2 separate regions of the Mus musculus genome follow, and region 2 is linked to region 1. A link is a contact called in public promoter capture Hi-C data. All regions are on one chromosome and are shown on one strand. The core of a region is the stretch at or near the end of the contact, and the rest is flanking DNA. Distances in the headings are between cores, read along the strand shown.

What was found. Capture Hi-C pulls out chosen DNA fragments and counts their contacts.
Region 2: a promoter capture Hi-C map of adipose tissue shows a contact between it and region 1. The contact joins the promoter of Gnl2 here to the promoter of 1700125G02Rik in region 1. A contact is called at or near these places in 1 of 39 promoter capture datasets (trophoblast stem cells), 3 of 484 Hi-C or Micro-C datasets (embryonic stem cells, nephron progenitors and stem cell-derived neural progenitor cells) and 2 of 9 other capture datasets (adipose tissue and liver).

The regions. Positions count from the first base shown.
Region 1 is chr4:124,892,127-124,897,038 of GRCm38.p6, reverse strand. 1700125G02Rik (RIKEN cDNA 1700125G02 gene) reads left to right here and starts at 2,257. Exons shown (of 3, transcript NR_040651.1): 1 at 2,257-2,559. Epha10 (Eph receptor A10) reads right to left here. Exons shown (of 17, transcript NM_001256432.2): 4 at 2,792-2,947; 5 at 1,985-2,335.
Region 2 is chr4:125,027,851-125,033,069 of GRCm38.p6, reverse strand. Gnl2 (guanine nucleotide binding protein-like 2 (nucleolar)) reads right to left here and starts at 3,056. Exons shown (of 16, transcript NM_145552.2): 1 at 2,876-3,056. The coding sequence starts at 2,939.

The DNA.
Region 1 (4,912 bases), core at 1,008-3,507:
TCCAGCCCCCAAATTAAATATTTTTAAAGGGTCAGGCATGATGGCACAAAACTGTAATCACAGGACTCAAAAAGCAGAGGCAAGTAGATTTCTATGAGTTTGAGGCCAGCCTGATCTACATAGCAAATTCTAGGCCAGCCAGAAGAATATAGTGAGACCTTGATGCACAAAAGGGGGTGTACAGGCTTGACCAGTCTCAGTTGGTAGACATTTGTCTAGCATGCAGGAAACCGTAATTTGCTTCCTAGAACCATGTAGATTGGGCTATTCCTAAAATTCCAACACTTGAGAGGTAGAGACCAGAGCAGCCAACTCAAGAGGCCAGCCTTGGCTACATAAGACACTGCCTGGGGCTGAAGAGGTGGCTCAGTGGTTAAGAACATTGGCTGCTCTTCCAGAGGACCTGGGTTCCATTCCCAGTACCCATATGGCAGCTCACAGCAACTGTCTGTAACTCCAGTTCCAGGAGATCCAGTATACTCTTCTGAGCTCTGTTGCTACTAAGCACAAGCACGGTACACAGACACACATGCAGGCAGAACACTCAGGAACATAAAATAATGAGAAAATATAATAATATACTATGTGTAAATATTATATTTGTTACATACATATATACATATTATAGAGAGAGTTTTATAGAAATAGTCGTATGTATAAAACATTGTAGCGATAATACTAGTTGGGTTGTTTTGTTTTGGTTGGTTTGATTTTTGGGTTTTTTGTTTGCTTGTTTGTTTTCCTTTTAAGGCAAAGTCTCTCTGTATAGCCCTGGCTGTCCTGGAACTCCCAGTGTAGACCAGGCAGGCCTCAAACTAACAGAGATTCTGCGTGTCTCTGTCTCTCACACGTACCAACACTAAAGGAGTGTACCATCACGCCTGGCCACACTTTTATTCTTTAAGACAAAGTTTCCTGTGGCCCAGACTGAGCTCAGATTCATTTTGTGTGTCAGAATGACCTTGAACTGAGTGCTGGGATTGGACACGCCTCTCTGTTTCTTTTCTTCCTTCTTTGCTACCTGTGAACAAGCCCAATGCCTCTAGCGTGCTCGGCAAATGTGACACCTTTGAGCTACACTCTCAGGCCTTGACCTGTTCAAAATGTAAACGCAATAGCAAGGGTTAAGTCCCAACAGAAACAATAAAGAACAGAAGTGTCCCAGAAAACCAGGTAGATTGGGAAATCGCTCTCAAAGTCCTAGGAAAGGGATTAAGAGCGAAAAAGTGACAAGATGTGAGAATGTGAGAATGAGAAAAGGGATGGAAAACCCAAGGCTTAAAGATTGGGTTAAGAGATACATAGGGAGGCCACTCAAAGCAGCTACCAAGAAAACTTCCCCAGGAGTGAAAAAAGAAAGTTCGGATCAAAGGGTCTACTGTGCTTCAGCCAGGCGAGAGTGAAAAGAAATCATATTGGCTATGTTTCTTCATTTTCATCGGCAGGCTAAGAAATTATTCAAACACCCCTGTGTGTGCACATCTCTACACCCAAGGTACTTACAAAAGAATGAAAATCACCCCAGGCCTCGCTGGAAACCCAACCGACAGGGTAGGGTCACAGAAGACAGGGAAGGAGGGTCACACACCAATCAGATGGGAAAGCCACCGTATGCGCTTATCCATCTTGCAGAGGGCACTCGAGGGATTACTTGAAAGTGTGCACCAGAGGAGAGACAAATCAGAAGAAAATGTCAAGGATGCGGAGGGTGTGATGTCAAAGGTGGTTTTCATCCCGCTGGAAACTCAGAGTAGCGCCACCACTCTGTTGCCTGCGTTCTGAACCTGCCTGTGTCCCTGCTCCTGCAAGGTGGCTGAGTTCGCAAAGGGGGTGGAGGGGAGAAGTGGGGACATCTAGGCACCACCTGGATCCGGGATTAGAGTTGGGGGGGAAAGTCACGTGGGTTCCTGAATTCCTTGGGATGCTTGCGAGGGAACTGCACCTGGGAGTGGGGGACGGTCTCCCATGGGGCGCGCGGCCTTACCCCCGGGTCCGGTGGACACTGTGACCTGCGCATAGGTGGCTCCCGCGGCGGCAGCCGGGCCTGAGACGCCGTTGAGCGCGGCCACGCGCACGGTGTAGCGCGCGCCCGGCCGCAGGTGCAGCAGCGTGGCGGCGCGCTCCCGCAGCCCAGCCTGGCGCGGGACGAAGGCCACGCGCGGCCCGCAGGGTTGGCACGCGCCCGCTGGACCGTCGCGCCCGCAGCGCAGGCACAGCAGCGAGTAGGTGACGTCGGAGCGGCCGCCTGAGTCCGCAGGCGGCAGCCAGCGCAGCCGCAGCGCCAGCGGGGAGCGGCTCAGGCTGTACTGCAGGTCCCGCGGCGCGGACGGCGGCCCTGCGACATGGGGAGGCGCTGAGTGGAACCGGGCAGGGACCCAAGGGACTCATGGGGGGTGGTGCGGGGCTTGGACACCCGGCGTAGGAGCAGTAAGGAAGGTGGCAGACGTGGGGAGCAGCGCGGGTACGGAGATCGAGGGGACCGGGATGTGACATGGTCACAGGGAACAGAGGGCATGACAGAGAGGAGGGACGTCCCAACCAGGCTCAGGAAGAGATGAGGTAAATGGGGAAGGTACTCCCCAGACGGCCACCCACAGAGAATCCTGCCCCCCATTTCCATTCTTCTGGATTCCTCGAGTCCCAAGCCCAGGTTTCCAGACCCACCCCAGGCCTTCCTCTTTGCCCTGTCAGTCCAATTTGCAACCTCCCGCCTCCCACCCTACCCCACCCCGCCTCAGTATTTCCTGGGTGGCGTTCCCCCTCTCCAAGCCCAGTCAGAAGGGAAACTCACGGGTGCAGGAAGCTGAGGGCGGGTCGGTGGGCGAGCGAGCATAGGTGTCCTGGCACACACAGAATGTAGAAGCATTCTCCAGGGCCAAGCTGTGCTCCGGGCAGGGCGAGCAGAGGGGCCTCCTTGGGGACACCTTGTAAAACCCTGGGGGACAAGCTGTGGGAAGGGGTTGGTGAGGAGAAATCTCCTTCCTGACCATGCCCCACCCTGTATTCTTGCCTTTTCTGGATTAGAGTGAGGAAAGTGGGGTGACAGCTCTTAGCTCAGTCTCCTCTGGCCCTTAACAAAAGCTGTGTGTGCAGGGGATGGTGACACAGTTCACTCCCGTGAATACATTTGACTCCATCTCCGTGGTTACGAAGAGAAAAGTGAGGCTGGGAGAGGTTAAGCTGCCAAGTGCTCCACCATTAGTGGGATTCCCACCCCAGCCTAAGGTCAAAGATGCAATCCTGATGGGAGCAAGAGAAAAGAAGGGCGGGGCCTCCAGGAGCTGGGCCCTGTTACTCAGAAACAGATACACAATCCCACTTATACAGGCAGGCAGGCAGAAACACACATGTGTACACACAGAGAGACACAGAGAGGGGTAGGGAGGAAGGAAGAGAGAGACAGAGCAGAGGAGGGGGAGGGAGGGAGGGAGGAAGAGAGCAGAGCTGGGCAGGTGGAGGGGTGGAGTTGCCTGGTGCCCCAGGGGCTTCCTAGATTATTGTGACTTCGACTGCTCAGGAGACTCCGCTGTCCTTGCCTTCACTCACCCACCCAACCTAGGATAGGAACAGGCTGATACTCAAGCTGGCTCAGGTTCATAGCTGAGTTGCACACACACACACACACACACACACACACACACGCACACACACACCACACATGCACGTATTTGCTGGGTGGCCTTGGGCATGTCGGTTAATCTTCCTAAACCTTGTGTAGAATACCTGCCTCAGGAGGACTGACTGAGATAAAACACAGATATGATCTGTGTGGACTGCAGATATGGTAGTAGTAGTAACTACTGTTTCTCCCTCTGAGACCCAAAGAAACAAATAAACACACACTTTATTGACTAACAGACTGATTGAGACAGGCTCTCGTGCAGCCCAGGTTGGCCTTCAACCGTCCTTGTGGCTGAAGATGACCTTGAATTTTTTTTTTTTTTTGATTTTTCGACACAGGGTTTCTCTGTATAGTCTTGGCTGTCCTGGAGCTCACTTTGTAGACCAGGCTGGCCTCGAATTCAGAAATCCACCTGCCTCTGCCTCCCGAGTGCTGGGATTAAAGGCGTGCGCCACCACGCCCGGCCCAACCTTGAATTTTTGTTTTTCCTTCCTTTCCTGAATGCTGGAATCACAGGCCAGGCATGACCATACTCTGAACACCTATCTGATTCTATTTTATCCATTTGTGTGTGCAGGGGGTGTGCTTGCCCATCTGTGAACACAAACAGACCAGAGCTCCACGTCAAGTGCCTTCCTCTGTCACTGCACAACTTAGTTTTTGAGACAGGCTCTCTCGACAAATCAGAAGCCTAGGGTCTCAGCTATTCTAGCTGGCCAGAAACCCTCTGGGGTTTGCTGTCCCCTTCCTGTGCTGGGGTTTCAGACAAGTTATGCCATGCCTAACATTTTGTGGATGCTGGGCATCTCAACTCAGACCTTCAGGCTGGTGCAGCAAGCATTTTACCTCTGAGCCATCTCCCTGCCTTAAATACCCATTTTTAAAAAGGTCTCAGTCAGGTTTGGGGCAGTGACTCCTGACTCCTGCCCTCTCTTGTGCTGGGTCCTACCTGTCTCCCTAGGCCTTTCCTCTAGTTTAGCTAGGGATGGAAGGCTGGATCCAAGAAGACAGAACAACAGCAGGGAGGGAGATTAATTCTTGGGAAGAACTCTACCCTTCTCAGATGGCTTTTTCCACCAGAAAGAAAGGCTATTCATAGGAGGAGCCCAAATTAGGTGTTCCGTGTAGAGTGAACCCTGTCACTCCACCAAGTGGGTCCCAGTAATCTGTACAGCATCAGCAAGCAGACCCACAAGAGACTTGATAATAGTCTGTGTTCCCTAAAGGGAAGCCAAATCTCACTGATTCCCATGGTGACTACGGCAGGACCAAGAACCAAGGTCACTAAGG
Region 2 (5,219 bases), core at 1,807-4,306, 140 kb before region 1:
GTCTCTGCTCCCAAGTGCTGGGATTAAAGGCGTGCGCCACCGCTGCCTGGCTTCTGAACCCTTTCTTAAATAAGGACTTCAAGGACCATCCTGAGCAGCAGCATAAAGAGCCCCACATGGCAACTTTACAGCACACTCAGGCACATTCATCTAGACAACTCGTAACTCAAGATTCTGACATATAGGAATGCTATTCTTCTCATTTAACTTGCCTTGCTCCAGAATGAAGAAAGTAAAAGGGACTTTGGAATATCAAACATTAAGGTTCTCATTCAGTCTTATACAAACTGAATTTTTAGACTTCTGGTGCTTTTATTTCTCTAAAAATAGGGAATATGTGTGCATCACCATGTCTGGCTGCCATTTAATTTTTAATCCTTAGTCATAATCTACATTGGTTACATAAAATCAATATCCATCTTTAAAAAGTGTAACCACTACTATGTCCACAATAGCCATGTAGTTAAATGGGTAGAATGCTTGCCTAGCACTCCAAAGCCCTGTGTGTGATCCCTAGCACTGCACAAACCAGCCATTGTGGCACAGCCACTAATTCCAGCACTAGAAGCAAGGATTAGAAGTTAGAAAACAGGGACTAGAGAGATGGCTCGGTGATTAAGAGCACTGACTGCTTTTCCAGTAGGTCCTGAGTTCAATTCCCAGCAACCACATGGTGGCTTGCAACCATCTGTAATGGAATCTGATGTCCTCTTTTGGTGTGTCTGAAGAAGCTACAGTGTACTCATATATATAAAATAAATCTTAAAAAAAAAAAAAAAAAAGCTAGAAGATATCCTTGGCCAAACGTTGAGTCAGAGGCAACAAACTGAGACCCTATCTAAAAATAAATTAAAGGAGTAGGCCAGAGAGATGGTTTGGCAGTTAAGAGAACTTGCTATTTTTGCAGAGGACCTGGGTTTAATTCCCAGCACCTACAAGGTGGCTCACAACCATCTATAGGAGCAAACAGAGTGTACATATTATGTAGGCAAAACTCAAATATAAAGTAAATAAATATTTTTAAAAAGAAAATATTTTTAGTCTTTTTTTTTTTTGGTTTGGTTTTTCAAGATAGGGTTTCTCTGTGTAGCCCTGGCTGTCCTGGAACTCACTCTGTAGACCAGGCTGGCCTCAAACTCACTGAGATCCACCTGCCTCTGCCTCCCAGGTACTGGGATTAAAGATGTGAGCCACCACCTGTCTTAACTTTCAAGAGATGATGATGGGTTCTAAAAGTTGGGTTAAATTTCACACAAATCATGGCTTATAGGACTGATTCCCACAGCTTCTGAGGTTAGAAGCAGCATATCTAGAAACCCTCTTTGTGAATTCATAACTAATTCTCTTGTCCTAAATTTTTAATAATTTTATTTATTTATACTTCATATGTAAGTATAATATGTAATACCATATCCTGCCCACATGTCTCTGCACTAAACACACACAGCGTGTCAGTGAAGGCCAGAAGTGGGTGGCAGATCTCTTGGAACTGGAGTTACAGATAGATGGTCGTCTGTATCATGGGTGCTGGGAATCACTGCAGGTCCCCTGCAAGAACAGCCAGCGTTCTTAACCCCTGAGCCATCTCTCCAGCCCCTCCCACTCTAAATTTTAAGAGAGAACCCAAAATCAAACTAAACCCCTGGAGGGCTCTCCTGAGAAGTCGGCCCACACACATCTGGCTACCTATCCTTTTCCTGAGTCCCTCTTCCTACCAACCCTCAAGGTTTCCGTCTACATTTTTCAGCTGTTGATAAACTTAACCCCTGCTTAGAAACATCATCACACTAATCACCAACCAATCCCAAGTGAATCTTCCAAATGCATGGTATTATGTGACTTAATACAGTTATAAAAGATCACAAAGTAACGCAGCAACTTTCCTGCATGTTCTCCTTTAGTACTGCTACATACACAGTACTAAACATTATACGGATATATGTGGGTAGATGCCTTGAAGGCCAGAGGTATCAGATTCCCCTTGGAGTTGAACTTCCAGGTAGGTGAGAGCTGATTGAACTGGAATTGAACTCTGGTCCTCCTGCAACAGCAGTACGAGTGAGCTCTTATTCTCCCCATGTTCTCTCCAGTCTCTGAGTGTTTTCATCATTTTTTTAAAAAAATCTAATCAAAACCCTAATTATGCAAATTACAAGGAGATACAGAAGTCAGCTATCCTTGCAGCCTTACGGAGACAAGAGTATACCTAATTTTTCCCCCCACCAGTTTGAGACAGTCTCACTATGCAGACCAGGCTGGCCTCGAATTCACAAGAGATCTGTCTGTCCTGCCTTCCCAGTATTGGGAACTACAGGGATGCGTCACCAAGCCCCTCTATGACTAACCCATATTTAAACACAGTTTTAGTAGCTAAATCAAAGTGGGAGGGACTCCTCGAAAGCCTGTTTTGTTTGCCCTGTAGATGGGAATTTCTCGTATCTCAAAACCACCTCTATTGAAATCACTATATTTACCTGAAGTGTTGCTTATGCATGGTCTGATTCCACGGTCAAAGCTAAGGTGGCACGAATGCTATGGTTAAGGGTAAAATGCCACCTGGGCCAACCTACTCCACTCTGTGTCTTCAGTCTGTACCCTGTAGTCCAGATAGCCACTAACTCGTGATCCCCTCTGCCTCAGCTTCCTAAGTGCTGGGATGACAGGCATGTGCCAGGACTCCAGGACCCTAGCCCACTTTTAACTTGCCTTTCTCTACACCTCCTCCTGAGAGGCCTCGGGGCTGCCAGAGGCTGGCGTGACTCATCCCCCAACTTTAGAGCAGGTGCCTAGACCTCGGGTCCGCCGCCCAGGCCGGAACGGGCCTTCCTCCGTCCCCGACGGCTCCTGCGGCCTGGTCCCGCCCGGTCCGCCGTACCTGGGTTGGTGCTGGCCGCCGAGCGGTTGATGGTGCTCCGTCCTTTGTACTTGGGCTTCACCATCCTGACGACAGTACCGACACCGCTCTGCTACTCGCGAGGTAAACCACTTCACGACTTCCCAGCCGGGAAAGCGTCCTGTGTGAAGCACGTTGGACCCTGAACACGCGCGACGTCACTTCCGCTCGCGCTACGCGACTTCCTGAGAGCGCGCGGCGCTTGCCTAAGGCTGACCCGGCTCCGCCTCTGTCCTGCTCCCGCCTCCCCCGGGTCTAGCAACCGTCAAGCGTCCCTTCCATAGCAACGTCCAGGGCACCGGGCAGTCCTGGGTTTAGTGAGAAAAAGAGAGAAAGAGAAAAAGAGAGAAGCCTGTTCTCGGCCCAGTGCATGAGCTGATGGGAATTTGCCCTCTGAACCTTTCTAAAAGTGTTCCAGCAAGAGCGGGCAAATATCAGAACAGGTCATACCTGCCTTTAAATTTTAGGCTGGAGTAGAGCAGTTTTTAGTAACAACAGACTTTGGATTCAAGCCTCAGCTTGAAAGAAAGAGAGAGAGACAGAGAGACAGAGAGAGAGACAGAGAGAGAGAGAGAGAGAGAGAGAGAGAGACAGAGAGAGAGAGAGAGAGAGATTTTAAATTCTCCAATGGTTTATTATCGCAAAGAGAGACAGATTCAAACTCCTTCCAATCCCTACAAAACTTGTGATCTGGCTCCGTTCCTCTGACCTCATTTCTCCCTCTTCTGACATTTACACTGAATGTTGCTCTGTTTGATCACACATTCCCTGAATCGGCATCGCTGGTTCCTTCTGGTCAGTTCCTGCTCAAATATCCTCTATCCATAGGATTGCAAACACTAGCAAATTCATCAGCATGGTGACACACACCTATAATACCAATGCTCAAAAGGCAGAGGAAGGAGTTCCAGACTTGTCCACATTATATAGCATGACTTGTCTCCAAGAAGGTGGAGGAGTAGGAGTAGGAGCAGGAGGAGGGGGAGGAGGAGGAGGAGGGGGAAGCAGGAGGGGGGGAGGAGAACATCAAGAAAAAAAATACAAGACAGTGAAATTTGAATTTCAGGTTAAAAATAAATAAACACACTTTCTAGCTTATATTCCAATCATCGTTTAGGATAACTTAAAGGATCTAAGGAAACATGATATACTTGAGAGGCTAAGGCAGGAGGATTGTCACAAGTTCAAATCCAGCTTGAGCTACATAGAGAGACCCTACACCAAAAGATTTTTTTCACTGTTCACTTGTTTTTAAATGGAACTACATTCTCTTGATCTATCTGGCAGCAGCTCCTTTGGCAGAAGTATTTGCTGAGTTACTGATTTAAGTCAGCCACTCTCTTCCTGTTATTCCATCCCACCTCACTTCACGGCACATGCCACTACCCGAAATGACTCTGTTCACAAGAGCATTGGCTGCTTTCTTGGGTCTAGGCCATAAGCTTAGGAAAATGGAAATCAGGTACGTTATTCACCTCCGTGTCCCCAGAACGTAACAAAGCTGAGTGTGTTGGCATGAGCCTCTAACCTCAGCATTTGAGGTTAGACTATCTGCCGTGAGTTCAAGGCTAGTCTAGCCTGGGCTATATAGGAAGATACAAGCCAAACTGTAGAAAAAGACATTATCTTTTTGTTTGTTTGTTTGCTTGTGTTTTGAGATAGGGTTCCTTTTTGTAGCCCTAGCTGCCCTGGAACTCACTCTGTAGTCCATGCTGGCCTCCAGAGTGCTGGGATTAAAGTGTGTGCCACTTCCAGTGTGGCGGTGTGCCACCACAGCCCTCTGAGACATTATCTTGAGAGAGAGAGAGAGAGAGAGAGAGACTGTCACAAAGGTGCAGTTAAGTATGTAAAGGTCCCCTGGGCTTAAAAATTAAAAACACTTTGAACAGGCATCTGACATAAAATAAGGCCTTACTAAATCTTTCTTGGATGAATAAGGACAGAGGTGGGGGGGGGGTACCTCTTGTCTAAAGGGCCCCATGAGACCCAGGGAATTCTGTTTCCCAGATTTCAACCAAGTGCCTTTTCTGTTGGGACTTGAGTTGACAGGAGTGCCTATCTGTGTGCCTTCGAGAAGGACCAGAAAAATGCTGATTGAGTAAGATCCATGAGAAGTGTGGGGCCATTGGATCTGAGTTCATTTTGTAAGAAGAAAACCTGTGGTGAAGCGCTCCAGTTGAAAGAGGTACAGTTGAGCGCTTCTCTGAGTCTAAAACAAACAAACCCCGAAATATTCTTTCTAGAGCAAAAGCAGACTGTGTCCAGAGGAGAGATGGGAGTCTCTTTCCCTTCTTAAACTTTGCTTTTCTTGCCTCAAGGGCAAGTG